Linked DNA regions of Rattus norvegicus: region 2 is linked to region 1. A link is a contact called in public Hi-C data. All regions are on one chromosome and are shown on one strand. Each heading gives the region's core, a stretch centred on a gene start, on an enhancer-like site or on the middle of the called end of the contact. The rest is flanking DNA. Distances are from core to core; before and after follow the strand shown.

The links. Hi-C and Micro-C count contacts between places; a contact is called where the count stands out from the background.
Region 2: a Hi-C map of frontal cortex shows a contact between it and region 1, with 2.5 times the contacts expected there. The contact joins the enhancer-like site here to the promoter of Galnt14 in region 1. A contact is called at or near these places in 5 of 12 Hi-C or Micro-C datasets (frontal cortex, kidney, liver and 2 more).

What each region holds. Positions count from the first base shown.
Region 1 is chr6:27,504,975-27,512,063 of GRCr8, reverse strand. Galnt14 (polypeptide N-acetylgalactosaminyltransferase 14) reads right to left here and starts at 4,186. Exons shown (of 15, transcript NM_001012109.1): 1 at 3,853-4,186. The coding sequence starts at 3,981.
Region 2 is chr6:27,648,104-27,655,622 of GRCr8, reverse strand. All of the region lies in intron 2 of Galnt14 (polypeptide N-acetylgalactosaminyltransferase 14), which reads right to left. Among named protein-coding and RNA genes, the nearest start is that of Galnt14, 140 kb to the right of the region's middle. Within about 2 kb of position 2,087, at least 2 of the 93 cell types and tissues checked have an H3K27ac peak or open chromatin away from gene starts, as enhancers often do.

The DNA of each region.
Region 1 (7,089 bases), core at 2,937-5,436:
GCCTCAACGTCTCTGAAGATGCACAGGAAGTCCTCTGTTCTGGCTTTAGAAATAAGCTGACCCTCACCACCATGCTGATGTGGGGCTTTAAAAAGAAAATACCCGAGGGGCTGGAGAGACGACACCACAGTTAAGAGCCCTGACTGCTTTTCCAGAGGTCCTGAGTTCAATTCCCACCAACCACATGGTGGCCCATCTGTAATGAGATCCTATGTCCTCTTCTGGTGTGTTTGAAGGCATCGACAGTGTGCTAACATACACAAAGCAAGCAAATAAGTCTTTAAAACAAACATATAAACAAACAAACAAACAAAAACAAAGTGAAAGTCTCAGAAGCAAAGTCTCGTGATGAGCATTTCCTCCTGTCTCCTGATCCCCATTCTCTCCCAAGGGCAAGGCAAAGAACCTGAAATCTCTCTTCCCTAGGGCAAGCCATGGGATAGTAGGATTCCTTTACCCAAATCAAGTCATATAGCTTCAAAGAATGAGTCTAACACACTCTGTGTGTTAGAGATGGCCATAAAGAAATTCTCTGGCCTACCTTGTCTGATCTAAGCCCTTCATTCCAGAAGGGGTCCTGTCCACACCCAGGAGAAAAGAATGCTGCTCAGAGAGATTAAAAGAGTCTAAATCAGGAGTTCTCAACCTGTGGGTCTCAAGGACCAAATGACCCTTTCACAGGGGTCACAAACCAGTTATCCTCCCACGTAGCAGATATTTACATTACGATTCCTAACAGTCGCAAAATTGCAGTTATGATGTAGCAGTGAAAATAATTTTATGGTTGGGAGTCATCACAGCAGGAGAAACTGTATTAGAGGGTTGCAGAGTTAGGAAGGTTGAGAACCACTGATCTAAACTGACAGGCCTTGCTGTTGCCCTACTCCCTTTTCCACCGTTGGGTTGTACCCGTTTCCCCATGGGTATATCCTCTACAGCAATCCATTCCCCACCAGTATAGGCTGGGTCTTTGGATCCTCAAAACTACAATCAATTGAATTTGCTTTGCTTTTTTCTTGTGTAATGATTTGCATATGCTCAGCCCAAGGCAGTGGCACTGTTAGAAGGTGTGGCCCTATTGGAATAGGTGTGGCCTTGTTGGAGTAGGTGTGTCACTGTGGGTGTGGGCTAATAGACCCTGTCTTAGCTGCCTAGAAGCCAGCCTTTCTCCTCATGACCTTCAGATGAAGATGTTGAACTCTTAGCTCCTTCTGCACCATGCCTGCCTGGATGCTACCATGCTCTTGCTTTGATGATAATGGACTGAACCTCTGAACCTGTAAGCCTTGGTCATGGTGTCTGTTCACAGCAGTAAAACCCAAACTAAGACAGTGGAGAAGGGTCCAATCCATTGTGCATGGAGCTATCCCCGGGTTGGTGGTCCTGGGTTCTATAAAAGAGCAGGCTAAGCAAGCTTTGGAGAGCAAGCCAGTAAGCAGCACTCCTCCATGGCCTCTGCATGAGCCCCTGCCTCCAAGTTCCTGCCCTGTTTGAGTTCCTGTCCTGATTTCCTTTGGTGAAGAATATCGATACGAAAGTGTAGGCCAAATAAACCCTCTCCTCCCCAACGTGTTTTTGCTTATGATGTTTTAACACAACTATAGCAACCCTAACTAAGACATACACACTAAGATCCAGAGGAATGGTCACATATAAATATATATAAAAAATGTACACAAGACATATATATAGACACATACAAGTGAAAAGTGGGATCTAGAAAAACAGTAGCCAAAAAAGGGGAGAAGGGTACACCTAATAATAAAATGTGTCAAGATTTATTGAGGCTTTAGAGAAATATACAAAATAAGGGGTGCGTGAAATGTTGAGACAAAGAACAGACTTTTAGACAAACTCCTGATATGGGACTATCATTTGCTTATGATTCCACATCAGCAAGGAACTCCCCAGAGTTTACCCTACACTCTCCAAACAGGCAGGACAGACCCCTCAGAGCAGCACCCAAGCCTAGCACAGTGCCGGGCACCTGGCTGGCTGTTGTCACTACGCATTGAACACAGAGCAGCATAAGAAGACGGAGAGGAGTAAAGACAAAGTCCACCCCAAAGGGAAAAGAGCTCTTGCTCCATATCCCTGGGGCAAGACTAAGAATAAGTCAGCTTAAGGTAATGAGATTCAGCACAAAACAGAGAAAGTTCATGTCCCTGCAGGCATCATTAACTGCAGCACACAGAGCAGAACCACCTAGGGAAAAAGAAGAAAAAGCCCCACAGATTCGTGGTCAGGGTCTGTGTTGTCGTTGAGAAAATTGATCCTGTACTACAAAGGCTGACTGAAGCTCGTACCCATCCACTGCATCACTACTCTGCTTAACCATCTCCAAGGTCCATGGTCCTTCCTGACGAGACCCATACACACTGCCCTGTCTCATTCCTCTGACCTCCCCAGGCTTCAAGATGCCCTGTTCCTTCAAACCTGATTTATTTCCTATTTAGGATGTGCTCTGCCTACGGGCCACTGGTCCATCCTTCTCCACTCACCTATTGTATCCTCCTCCAGGAGTCCCCAGTCTCCCATGACACCCAGTGCAGCGAACCCACTTGACTGTCAATCCTGCATGTCCTGGACCACTGATGAGCAAAACCACGCTCCACCTAGGAGCAAATCCTGTCTCTCTGCATCTCATTGGCACCTAGCACATAGCCTAGTTACATGGGTACTAACTAAACACTTACTGTGTGATCAACTAACATTGGCAAGATTCCAAAAGACATTGCCAGTGTACTTTGTTTCAAAAGACTATTCTGGATCCAAGTGGGAAAATTCTGTGGAGGTCTGAGTTCAAATCCAGTATGTTCTAGGGCGAGTTAATTAAAGACTCTTGTCCTGTTTCCCCACCTATGAAATAAGAACGATATTCAACAACGACTTATGAAGAAAGCACCCACTATGCACTCAGCACACAGTAGCCCCCCCCCCCGACTGTACTTATCAGTGAGATCCACTCTCGTTCAACACAGTGATGTTCATCAGCCTTCCTCCTTCCCACCACAGGCCCCTCCAAGGCCTTCTCCCACTTCTAGAGGCTGCCCTGGGCTCATAAATGTTTAGCTGTCAGCAAATCCCCAGAGGCCTCGCTCTGTTTGCACAAGGCTGTGGAAAAGAAAGGCAGGGGCTCTGAATCTCAAGAGAGAGCCAGTAGGGGGAACCTTCTACCCCTCTGGCTGCACTGACTGGACAAGAGTTAGAAAAGCCACTTGGATTCCCATTTCCCCAACTCCCTGCCAGTAGGAAGGTTTCTGTTCTTATGGGCTCCTCCGTGGTATTCTGAGCGCAATCAACTTCCAACTCAGCGAATGGGGTGGCACCAAGCCAGACCAGGTGGGTAGGGAAGGCACCCGCGAGGAGGCCTCCAGTGGCCTCGCCAGTGTTGCTCGCGTGCGCACCGCACCAGGGTCATCAGCCTCCTCCTCTGAGGCCTGACAGCAAAAGGAAGGAGGTCTTCACATCCACCAGACTTCTCCTGGGTGCCAGCATCGCTCACCAGCAACCTCCAGTGACCCTCTAGCGGCACCCACCAACAGTCAGTCCCAGAGTGGCTAGTCCGCAGCGCCCCCTTGGCCACCGGACTGCTAGTTAAGTTAGGAGCCCTGTTCTGCCTGCGAGCGCGCGCCCACCACCCACGCCCACTGCCACTTACACACGCCAAAGATACGGAGACGCCCCAAGCTTCTTAAATTCCTCAAGCACCTCCCTATGGCCGCATCCCGCGCCTGTTACCTGCTCGCGGCACCCGGAGCCCCTGACTTGGAACCCTCAAACCCAGTGCGTGGACCACGCACCCTCCCACAGGCTAGTGTCCGGAGCCCTGAGCGCCACGAAACGGCATACCTTGGGGGTCTGCACTTCGGGTCCCAGCGGCACCTCCAACTTCCTCTTGGTGACCCAGAAGAACAGCAGCACGGTGATCCAAAGCACCCCAAAGATGGGCAGCGCCAAGCGGCGAGTCAGCCGCCGCATGGTCCCCTCTGCCTGCTTCTCTTGGTGGCGACGCGTCCCTGGGGCACCCCCCGGCGGTCAGGGGTGGCGGGGCACGAGTCGCCGAGCGCCTCGCTCTAGGGGAAACGTTGCTCCTGGGATCCGGATGCTGAATGGCGGGATCCTGCCCCGCCGGCTTCGGAGGGAAGCCACAGCCGGGGACGGAGCGGCGAGGGGTGCTGGAGACTAGAGACGCGACCGGGAAGGGACCAGGGGCAGCTCAGCCCGGCGCCGGCTCCAATCTGAGAGCCGCGGCGGCCGCCGAGATGCTGCTGCGCGCCGCGGCTGCCTTTGCCCGCCGCCGCCGCGAGGGAAACTGACTCGAGCAGCCGCGAAGGTGGAATCCGAGGCTGTGCCCGGCACCCCCGGAGGAGCACGAGGAGGAGGGAGCGCGGAGGGAGGGCGGGCTCGACAGACAGACTGACTCCGAAGGAGAGTGGGGCGGGAGCGAACCCGGTTCTGAGCGGGGGCGCTACCGCCTCCCGCCGACCGAGGAGCACCGTGCGGTTCAGGGACCTGGGATGCAGCTCTGGGACCATCCCGGGCTAGGGTTGTGCTGGGAGGGGTTGGGCGGGGATGAGTTACGAGGAGGATACTGGCTACAACAGCCACAAGCTGATACTTAAGGACCAACCCGCGCCAGGTGAGGCACTGACTGGGAGGAGTTTCTGTTTGCTGTGGGGCGCTGCACGTGGTGCTCACGGTAGGGTCCGCTAACCTGGAGCCATCACTGGATAGTGGGGTTGACCCAGATGCTGTCTGAAGTTCAGGCTTACTTGCTTGACCATTTCAGGGCCAAGGTCGAGTTCAGCCATCTCCCCCAAGGTATTTCTTTGCCTTTGAGCAGGTGCCTGGTAACTTTCTCTTAATGGAAAACTGAGCCGATCTAAATTTAACTTGGAAGATGTCCTTTTAAAAAAACTAAGGCACAATTCAATCCCTGAGGGGTGTTCTTTTCTTGTAAAATATCGGGGCTTGTCACAAAAAAGGGTCTAAAGTCAGCACCACTATGGGAAGCTGTGAGAAAAGTGGTCCTGGGAGTGCGACCACTCAGGAAAGTATCTTCCAAAATGCCTTTCCCAGATGCTTTTAAGCAATATATCTTTCAGATACAGACTGAAGTCACTTGGATTTAGAGACTGGGGCAAATCTGACTCCAGTTTCCACATAGGCCTCAGATAGGATGGATGAAATTCTAACCATAACTGTAGAAGAGGGAGACGTGGTTCCTAACTTAGCCTATGTACATTAACACTGAATTACCTCAGAGTTCAAAGAGAAAAGGTTTAAGTTTTTGTGAAGTCTGCCGAGCAGTGGCCACTGGAACCCTGTCATTTTAGTTAGAGGGATGCTACCTCCAAGTTTCTCCAGGTGAGGACAGGGTAAGTGACTCAGACGCTTGCTCCCTGCCATTTTCACTCACAGAGCTAGGGTTTAGTATAGGGACAGCGCCCACACCCAAATGCAGGTGAGAAAGGTGTCAATCAGTTCTCCAGAATTCCTCCTCCGGTGTCATGAAGCCCTCAAGACGCGTGCTCAGAAACAGAGGCGCCCCCACCAAACCTCCTGTGTTTGATATCTTGTCTTTCATCCATGAGGCAAACGCCCTGTAGAGTACTGGAGCGGGGATGTAGGTAAGGAGTTTGGGGCTGGACTCAGTCAGCCAGAAAAAGCTTGCCAGCCTATGAGATGCAGCTGAGCACCACCCAGACCCCCTGCTGACGTCCCACACTTGTCTCTCTTGGACCCGTGGCTTCTGGAATGTTGGGTCCACTCTCCCCAGGTGTTGTTCAGGCAGGCAAAGGCCTGGGTAAATAATTGTCCAGGGAGCGATGGAGAGTAGCGAGAGCACCCACTCCTGCAGTATTCCGAACTCCCTGGATCTCTTCCAAGAGCCTCACCCTCGAGTCCCAGTCCTGGGCCTGCAAAGTGTTCTGTGTCAGCCCTGCAGCGAGGACCTCCCAAGCAAGCTGTAGTGTCACTGAGAGCTCCAGGCAGGAGCTGCAGCGGCGGAGTCCATTGCTCAGCGCTTTGTGGGGCCGCATCTGAGTAACAGATGGCAGACAGTTACACAACACCACCGCCAAGCTCTTGAGATGGTGCAGCCTCACACGCCTGCTTCACTCAGGCTGTTTGGCATACGGGGAAACCAAGGCCCTGGGGTGAGACAGCTCCGCGGGAGAGTGCGTAACGCTGATGAGAACGAAGGTTTTCTCCTAAAATTCTTGCTTTTGAATCACACTATTTTGTCTTTCTCTCACATGGGGAAGAGTACCTGAGCCTCGGGAGATTTCTAAAGACTCCAGTTTTGCTAGGTGCCGTTGGACAACTGTAGGACATGTTGATCTAGGCTATCAGGCCAGTGAGTGCCATTACAACGGAAAGATATTACAGGGGAGTCTTCAAAATTTTGGAAGCCAGATCAGTCTCTAGGCAGGTCCCAGCACTGCAGTCCCCCTCGAGATCCAATGTATCCAGAGTCCCCAAGTTTGGACAGATATTTAAAGTTCTTTAATAACCGAGTTAGGGGTGTGACGATGGCTCAGACTGTACAGTGGTTGCTTTGCAAGCACAAGAGTCTGAGTCCCATTCCCAAAACTCACTTAAAGAAGAGAAGGGGGGAAAAACGTATTCTTGTAAACCCACAGCAGAGGAGGCAGACACAGATAGGTCATTGTAAGTTCACTGGCCGGCTATCCTAGTCTGCTTGGTAAGTTCCAGACCAGTGAGAGACTGTGTCTCAAAAACCCAAGATGGATGACACTTATCCAAGGTTATCCTATGGTCTCCACATGCATGTGCACATACACTCACATGAGAAAACACACACACACACACACACACACACACACACACACACACACACACTTCAGCCTAAGTAGCACAGAGCTCTAGTGATCCCCACAGGGTGCATTAGCTATGACATTGGTGACTAACACAAACTACTTCTTTCTCATCACAGTCAATACAGGGAGAAAAATCTCTGAGCAATTTTGGTAGAAAAAATTAAAAAATAATAATAATCTGCTCTGAATTAGGAGTCTCTTCCTGCCTAAATGGAGCCTACCTCCTGGTCACGATTCTTCAACT
Region 2 (7,519 bases), core at 838-3,337, 150 kb before region 1:
AAATGCCTCCATAAGATCCAGCTGTAAGGTAATTTCTTTTTTTTTTTTTTTTTTTTTCTCGGAGCTGGGGACCAAACCCAGGGCCTTGCGCTCGCTAGGCAAGCGCTCTACCACTGAGCTAAATCCCCAACCCCATGTAAGGTAATTTCTTATGTAGTGATTGATGGAGGAGGGCCCAGCCCATGGTGGGTAGTGCCATCCCTGGGTTATTGGTCCTGAGTTCTATAGGAAAACTGAGGAAGCCATGAGGAGCAAGCCAGTAAGCAACACCCTTCCATGGTCTCTCCGTCAGCTTCTGCCTCCAAGACCCTGCCATGTTTGAGTTCCTGTCCTGGCTTCCTTCAATGATAACAGTGCTGTGGGAGTATAAGCTAAATACATCCTTTCATCTCCAACTTGCTTTTTGGTAAGTTTTGGTATGTCATCACGGCAATAGAAACCCTAAGACATTGATTCAAGTCTTATTTAATATTAGCCTTTGTCTACATTTTGTGTTTTGAAGACTGCATGCTAGAATGTTTTAGAAAAGTCAGAAAACCATGGGCTAAAGAATGTGTCCTCTTCCTGTTTCCTGATGCTTGCACACATTTCCCAGACTTCCCAACTCTGGCCTTCCTTTGCTCAAGAGGAGAAAGTTCCTTACAAGGGAGCAGCTGAGATCAGAACTATGCCTGTGGCACTAAGGAAAGGCCAGACTCAGGCTCTTGGGTTCAGGTATGCTTCTCTTGAGGGCCAAGTGTCCAGTATCTCTTCTCCAGAGACTCTTGATAATGTTTCCCTTGGAAAAGCTCTTAGGGGTCAGGTAACAAAAAACAAAGGCTTCTCCACTTTCCTAAGTTAATACCCTCTGAGTGAACCCCTCCCCAAATCTGTCTCTACCCCTTCTTTTTTGCCCTCCCATGTCTGACCTGTGTCCCAGCTCTGTCATATATCATTCCTGATGACTCTCTACTTGCAGTCACATGCCCTCAAACACTTCCCCCTTTTAACAGCTCCCTCATAGGAACCTTCTGTCCTCACTAAACCAGCTCACCCTTCTCCCTTGGTTATGCCCTACTGACATTTTCTAGACATCTCCTCTGTCCTTTCACCACCCCCTTTCCCAGGTGCTTAGTTGCAGATACTGTGTATCCCTTGGTCTAAAGACCTTCCTCCAACACACATCGGATGACCTGAGTGTGTCCACAAAGCTGTCCATCTCTGCAGGGAGACTCTGACGACCTATGGGCAGGGCCACTTTCCTACATTTTTATATTCCTTGCAGGCAAGTTACTCTAGCTGCCAGAGTCAATTTACTCATCTCTAAAACTAGGATCATAGTAAAGTTGTGAGGCTTAGCCGAGAGCACATATATAAGGTGCCTGGCACATGCCAGGGGAGCAGTATGACCAATAAGTGCTTGCCGATTATGGTCCCGGATTTATGAGTGAACACGAGAATCCTTTGTGGAGTGAAGGCAGCTTTAAATTTCCCATGATTTGATTTTATCATTCTGTTCTGAGGATTCCTTCCCACCCCTGCACTCCCAGACATTGTTTTCAATAGAGAGTTTGGAAATGGATTTAAGGCACACCTTGAGTCTCTGTTCATAGTGCTGATTCTGGTGGACAAGGAATGACAGCCAGGGACTGCACTGGACTCTGAGATACAAAAAGAGGTCAGCACCCCTGATACATGTCTCTCAAAGCTTGGGTAAGAGACAGAAAGGGGAGAGATTCTTACAATTTTAGGGGGATAGTTTTCTTTTTCAGACATGGACGTGAGTGTGTGGAAGATGCTGGACTTAGGCTGAGATTATCCCAGAGAGAGACACACTGAATTACTGAGAGATGAAGGAGTGTCCTGAACAGAGAGAAGATGATGAGAAGATGAGCTCTGGCCTGCCTTTTGCAAGGCTGTGGGGAAAGACATGCACACTGTCAGAAAAGAGTGTCAGAGGAGGGAGGCACCATTAGTCTGCCTTTGGATAGCTCTAGACTGTGGGGGTGTGATCTTGAATGGGTGCCACTCAGGGCTAAGCCAGTTGGGTGGCTGGGGTTGCTATGTCACCTGAGCGGGAGGCATGAGGCACAGAGCTGAGCAGAGTGCACAGAGACTTGGAGATCTCTAGAAAGTGGACTGGCAAAACATAGAGCAAAAGAAGAGCGTGACCAGGGTGTCTGACTCAGCTCAAACGGTGAACAGAAGGATTTAACCTAGCAGGGAGCAGATCTGAGAGCCAAGAGACACTGTGTTCTCTGTCTGGAGAGATGACCCAGGCAGGCTCAGGAAAGTGTGTGAATGACCAATGAAGGAGACTCAGGCTGAGGGACTGGGGGCAAGAGGAAGTGACAGTGTGGCTACTCTGGCCAACTGCAGGTTTATTTCTGGAGCAGGTAAGGTAAGAAAGCAAGAGCAGCTTGTTTGTGATAGAGCCTCCATCAATATAAGGGCTTCTTTTTGTGTTCCCAAAGATACCCAAGATACCCACCTTCACATTTACAGATCTTCCTTCTAACTAGCATAGAGGGACCTGGCTGGCCCAGCACCAAAGACTCCTCCTTACACAAATGTTCATCTGGCTTTCTAGCCGCCACCTCAGGCCTCACGTGTGGCTCCCCCTGTGCCATTCCACTGTCTGTCACCATGCTGGGCTTGGACCTCCTCTCTCCAGCGTCTCCCACCCACAGCTGTCGTCTCCTCTCCTGCTCTTTTCATCTCTTGTCAAACACATTTTATACTTGCTGGCCCTGAGCCCTAAATCACTTCTTCTTCTGGCCTTGGCTTCTCTCCTTAGCATCTTTTAAGTATAAACTCCACCAGATGAACTGCTGCGAATGCCTCCCCACTGCTTTGCTGCTTTCCAGCTTTTAAAGTCAGTTTGACATTCAAGTGGAATGCTCAGTGGTAGGAGTCCAGAGCTCTCCAAGGACTTCCTGTCAGCATGCTCTATACCAAACCATTCTTGAGCTGAGCTCAGCACAATGCACATAGAGCAAGAGAAACACCCCAAGTAACGAGGGTGGGAGAAAGTCCTAAGCCAGTGTCCTTCCATGCTTATCTTGCATCCGCCATCACCTCTCCTCCTCTGAGCCTACCATGTTTTCTTCTACCACTACAGAGCAGGGAGAAGATCATCATTATTCCCATTCTATGGATGAAGAAGTAGAGTCTCGAGAAGTTTCTGCGACTCATCCAAGGACCAGATAGAAGAAATATGTTTTCCCAAATTCTCAAGGGTTTGAAAATCTAGCCTTGCCTTTAGTGTTTCAGGTCCCTTGCCTGAGCCTCAGCTTCCTTCCCTGAAATGGTCCCTTCACCCAAGACCAAAGAGGACATTGCAAGAGATGTAAACTATTACATAAATACAAGACACACGTAGCTTTACATGGAGGACATCCTGGATCATACATCCTTTTATATAGGAATAGTCCGGTTACCTTGGCCCTAGTCCTAGCACCCTTATGATTTCTTCAAGTAACCTACTAGCACCCAAGCATTAGGGCTGTATGCTTCATACACCACAAACCAATGATTCTTTAAAGTACTGGAGGCAGGGGAGGAGACTGTCGTGTGGCAACTTGTAGGTGTTAAAGATGAGAAGTGTGAAGGTTCTGGGTCCCTATTCTAGGTGACACATCAGACAAGTGACTACATACAATATGCTAAACTGCCACCCACAAGTCATGCCCTGCTCAGCAGCAAATAGTCCTGATGCTGAGAGGACCATTGTGCTAACACAGTCTGTGTTTCCAGTGTAAAAGAAGGTCTGACAATTGACCAAACATCTGACCAAGAGATGCTAGTACATCAGGCCAGGAGAGGCCTGATGATCTCCATGCTGAGGAAGAAGTAAGGAAGGCTGACTGGAGGAAACAGGTGGTGCTAATAAAGGATGGTGCTAATGGTTCTTGAGGGCCCTTGAGTCAGGCTAGGAAGGGGAGTTTGTGGAGGTAAAGATTAATTGAGGGCGTTGGGGGTGGGAGGAAGAGACTGCAAAGCAGGAAGGTGTCATGTTTCTGGAAATAGCTTCCAACCCGATTCCGCTCCTAAGTCGGCGCTTGCACACACTCTTACTGGAAGAAGAGCGATGAGGCAGCAGATGGAGCTGGAAGTGACCGTAATAACCACCTTGTCATTACTCTCATGGTTCACATGAAGAAATGGATGCTGTATATATACTAGATTTTACTAGAATTACAGGCGCACAGGCTGTGGTCCAGCTAGCCCAACAATGGTTGTCTACCAGATGAACCCCACAATGCTGGATTTCTCAGCTGGTCTTCAGTATATTCCAGAATCCCAAAATGAATAGGCTATAATGCCAGTGAAGGAAATAAATTTCCGGGGGGTGGGAGAGGAGAGAGAGAGAGAGAGAGAGAGAGAGAGAGAGAGAGAGAGAGAGAGAGAGAACTGCCAGCAAAAGGTGTGGCCCAAATTAAAAGTGGGTTTTTCCACCTCAAAAGATCTGGATTAAAAATAGGTCTTCCCACTTCAAATAATTTAATTAAGAAAAATAAATCCTCACATCTGTGCCCAGGTACTTGGGTTTTAGTTCATTCCAGATGCAGTCAAATTGACAACCAGAACTAGCCATCACAGATGGCAAAGAGGTTAGAGCCTTGTCTTAAGGAGAGCCCAGATACTCTTATATTTCTCTCCATATTCTATGATACTGCCTCAAAATGTTTGGCAAAATGCCAAAAGATAACCCGACAAGAAGGAGGTGTCAGAAGAGGAATGAAGACCTAGGTCTGGCTCTTGGATTTTTGGCAAAGTGCATAGCTAAAATATGAAATATTATCATAAAAAAGGTAAAAATAATATTGGTTTGGGAGTTTAACCAAAGTGCTTATGGAAAGTTGCTGTTCTGGGCAGTTTTCTGTCAACTTGACAGAAGCTAAAATGATCTGAAAGAGGGGAAGCTCAACTAAGAAAATGCCTCCATAAGATCCTGCTGTAAGAATTTTTCTTGATTAGTGATTGATGGGGAGGGCAGCCCACTGTAAGAGGTGCCATCTGTGGGCTGGTAGTCTATGGTTCTATAGGAAAGCAGGCTGAGCAAGCCACGAGGAGCAAGCCAATAAGTAGCCCTCCTTCATAGCCTCTTCATCAGCTCCTACTTCCAAGTCTGAGTTCCTGTCTTGACTGCTTTTGATGATGAACAGTGACATGGAAGTGTAAGCCAAATAAACCTTTCCCTCCCTAAGTTGCTTTTGTCACGATGCCTCATGGCAGCAACAGGAAATCCTAGCTAAGACAGGGGTAGTCCATAGGAGAAGATTGTAGCAATGGCTGCAGAAGGGCAAGGGAGTCTCCAGTTACCCACGTGGAGAGGCTGCTATGCTGGAGAAATATCATTCCATGGAACAAACATCAGCTTTCCCACAGAACATCCCTCATTGTTTTGTAAGCAGTAATCAGCAGTCTAAGTTCCTCATGGCAAATGTTTAGTCCAAAATACCTTCCCATTTGGCCATTAAACATATGCTTGGATCTTTTCTGGACTTCTTTACTTTCCCCAAATCCTCAGACCATATGAACTATGGGGAACAGATCCAGGCAAATCTCCAGAACCAAGGCCACAAGGACCTTCAAGGTCCATTGTGCCCTTCAAGGACACAATGGGAGCTTCTCTGGTCACCTGCCCATTACAGTTTGGCCTAGGTGACAGGATAGTAGATGGCACTGTTCATTCATTAGATGATTGAAGTGTTACTTTTTGTATTTCCTGGCATAGCTAAAATATACTTACCAAACTCTTAACTGTCAAACCCACAATCCCTGTGCATCACCTTTTTCTCCTTGTTCCAAGGCCAAGTTCATCTCAATTAGTCTGTCACTGTCTCTGTTGATCTGTTTCTGTCTTTCTGTTTGTTTCTATGTCTCGCTCTGTCTTTTCCCCAACAGTAGACTTAGTCCACAGAAACACACAAACACACACACACACACACACACACACACACACACACACACACACACACACAGTTTAGAACCTTAGAACCTGACTTTGAGTTTCAGCAAATCGATGATGAACAGTTTGACCTTGGATAGGCTCCTTTAACTTGCTGAGCCTGGTTCTTCTCATCTAGATGTGTGGTCCATCTCTACTTTTGATGATGTGCCCAGGTCTCAATAACCCACTCTGGTGCTCATTCTGAAGCACAGAAGTTGCTCTGGAATGAAGGACAGGTCCTATTGCCACATCCAGTTCCTTTACTCTAAGGCCAGTATTTGCTTCTCTTCCCTCCCATCTCACCTACAAACAAGTGGCTCAGTATGACAGCCATAAAACCACCCGAAGGGTTCTGTTGCTAAGATCCATGCCAAGCTCCTTAGCACCAATCTTAGTTTGGTATTCCTCCTCCCTTGGAGGCATCATTGCGACCCTGCCCCATTTTGTTTTAGTGCACTTTGGTTCCTTTCCTCTATTAGAAGTTCCTATAACACAGCACTGGCATAAAATGTGCATAGGGCATCTCCAGGGTTGCCATGGCAATAGAGTAGTCTAGTATGAGAATAGGAGTCTTCTAGTTGTTTACTGAGTTAACTCTAAGCCCTTCTCCTAAAGTTGAGACTTTGCTAAACATGACTCTGTAAGTTTCTCTTCCAGAATGTTTTCTCTGCTCCTACAAATCATCATCTCATCCTCGAAACAGAACTGATTCAACAATGCCCTGGCTCTCCTGTCTGATAGTTTCCTATGGTCTTATTCCAACATGGAATGCCTATCCCCTGGTGAGATCATCAAGACCCATATGTTCCTGCCAGTCATAACTAAAATGTCATCTACTTCAGAAAGCCCAGATTCCCTCTTCTACACAAGCCAGCTCCTCTTTATTCACAGAAATGTTTCTAGCCACGATGCTCTAATACATGACCAAGGCAGGAGTAACCAGACTAAAATATGAGAGAGAGGGAAGGTAGAGGCGCTGGAATCAGGAGAGATGGCCTCAATGAAATCCATACTTGAGACCCACAGGGACCCATCCCTAAGCCAGAACTTGACATGTGGCGCTGTCAGAATGAACTGAATGAACAAATTAAAAATGAATAAATGGATAATGTGCACAATGCAGGGCCAAAGTTGGTGGGCGTTTTTAGGAAACGAGGTACAGAAAACAAACATGCTAAGGTAGGTTTGTGGAGACGGACGAACCCTCATCCACCAGGGTTGTGCCTGAGACTAAGGAGGTGTGCGTCTGGAAATCTGGAACTCAGAAGGCAGCTGTAGCTCAGCCTCCAAAGAATCAGGGGACAGAAGTGAAAGGAAATCCTGACCAGGGGCACACATTACCCCAGTCCTGTGGCCCAACCTCCTTCTCACCTGGAAAGAATTATCTCGAGACTCTCGTATTAATTACTTTCCTCAAGGCCATGACCTGATACCTAGTATGAAGCAACTTAAGGAAGGAAGAGTTTACTCTGGATTACAGTTTGAGCATGCAGTTCATCAGGATGGGAAAGGCGTAACGTGGTGGGGGTGGGCTCTCAGCGGTGACTCCTCACTTCCACCTTTCCCCACAGAACAGGAAGCATG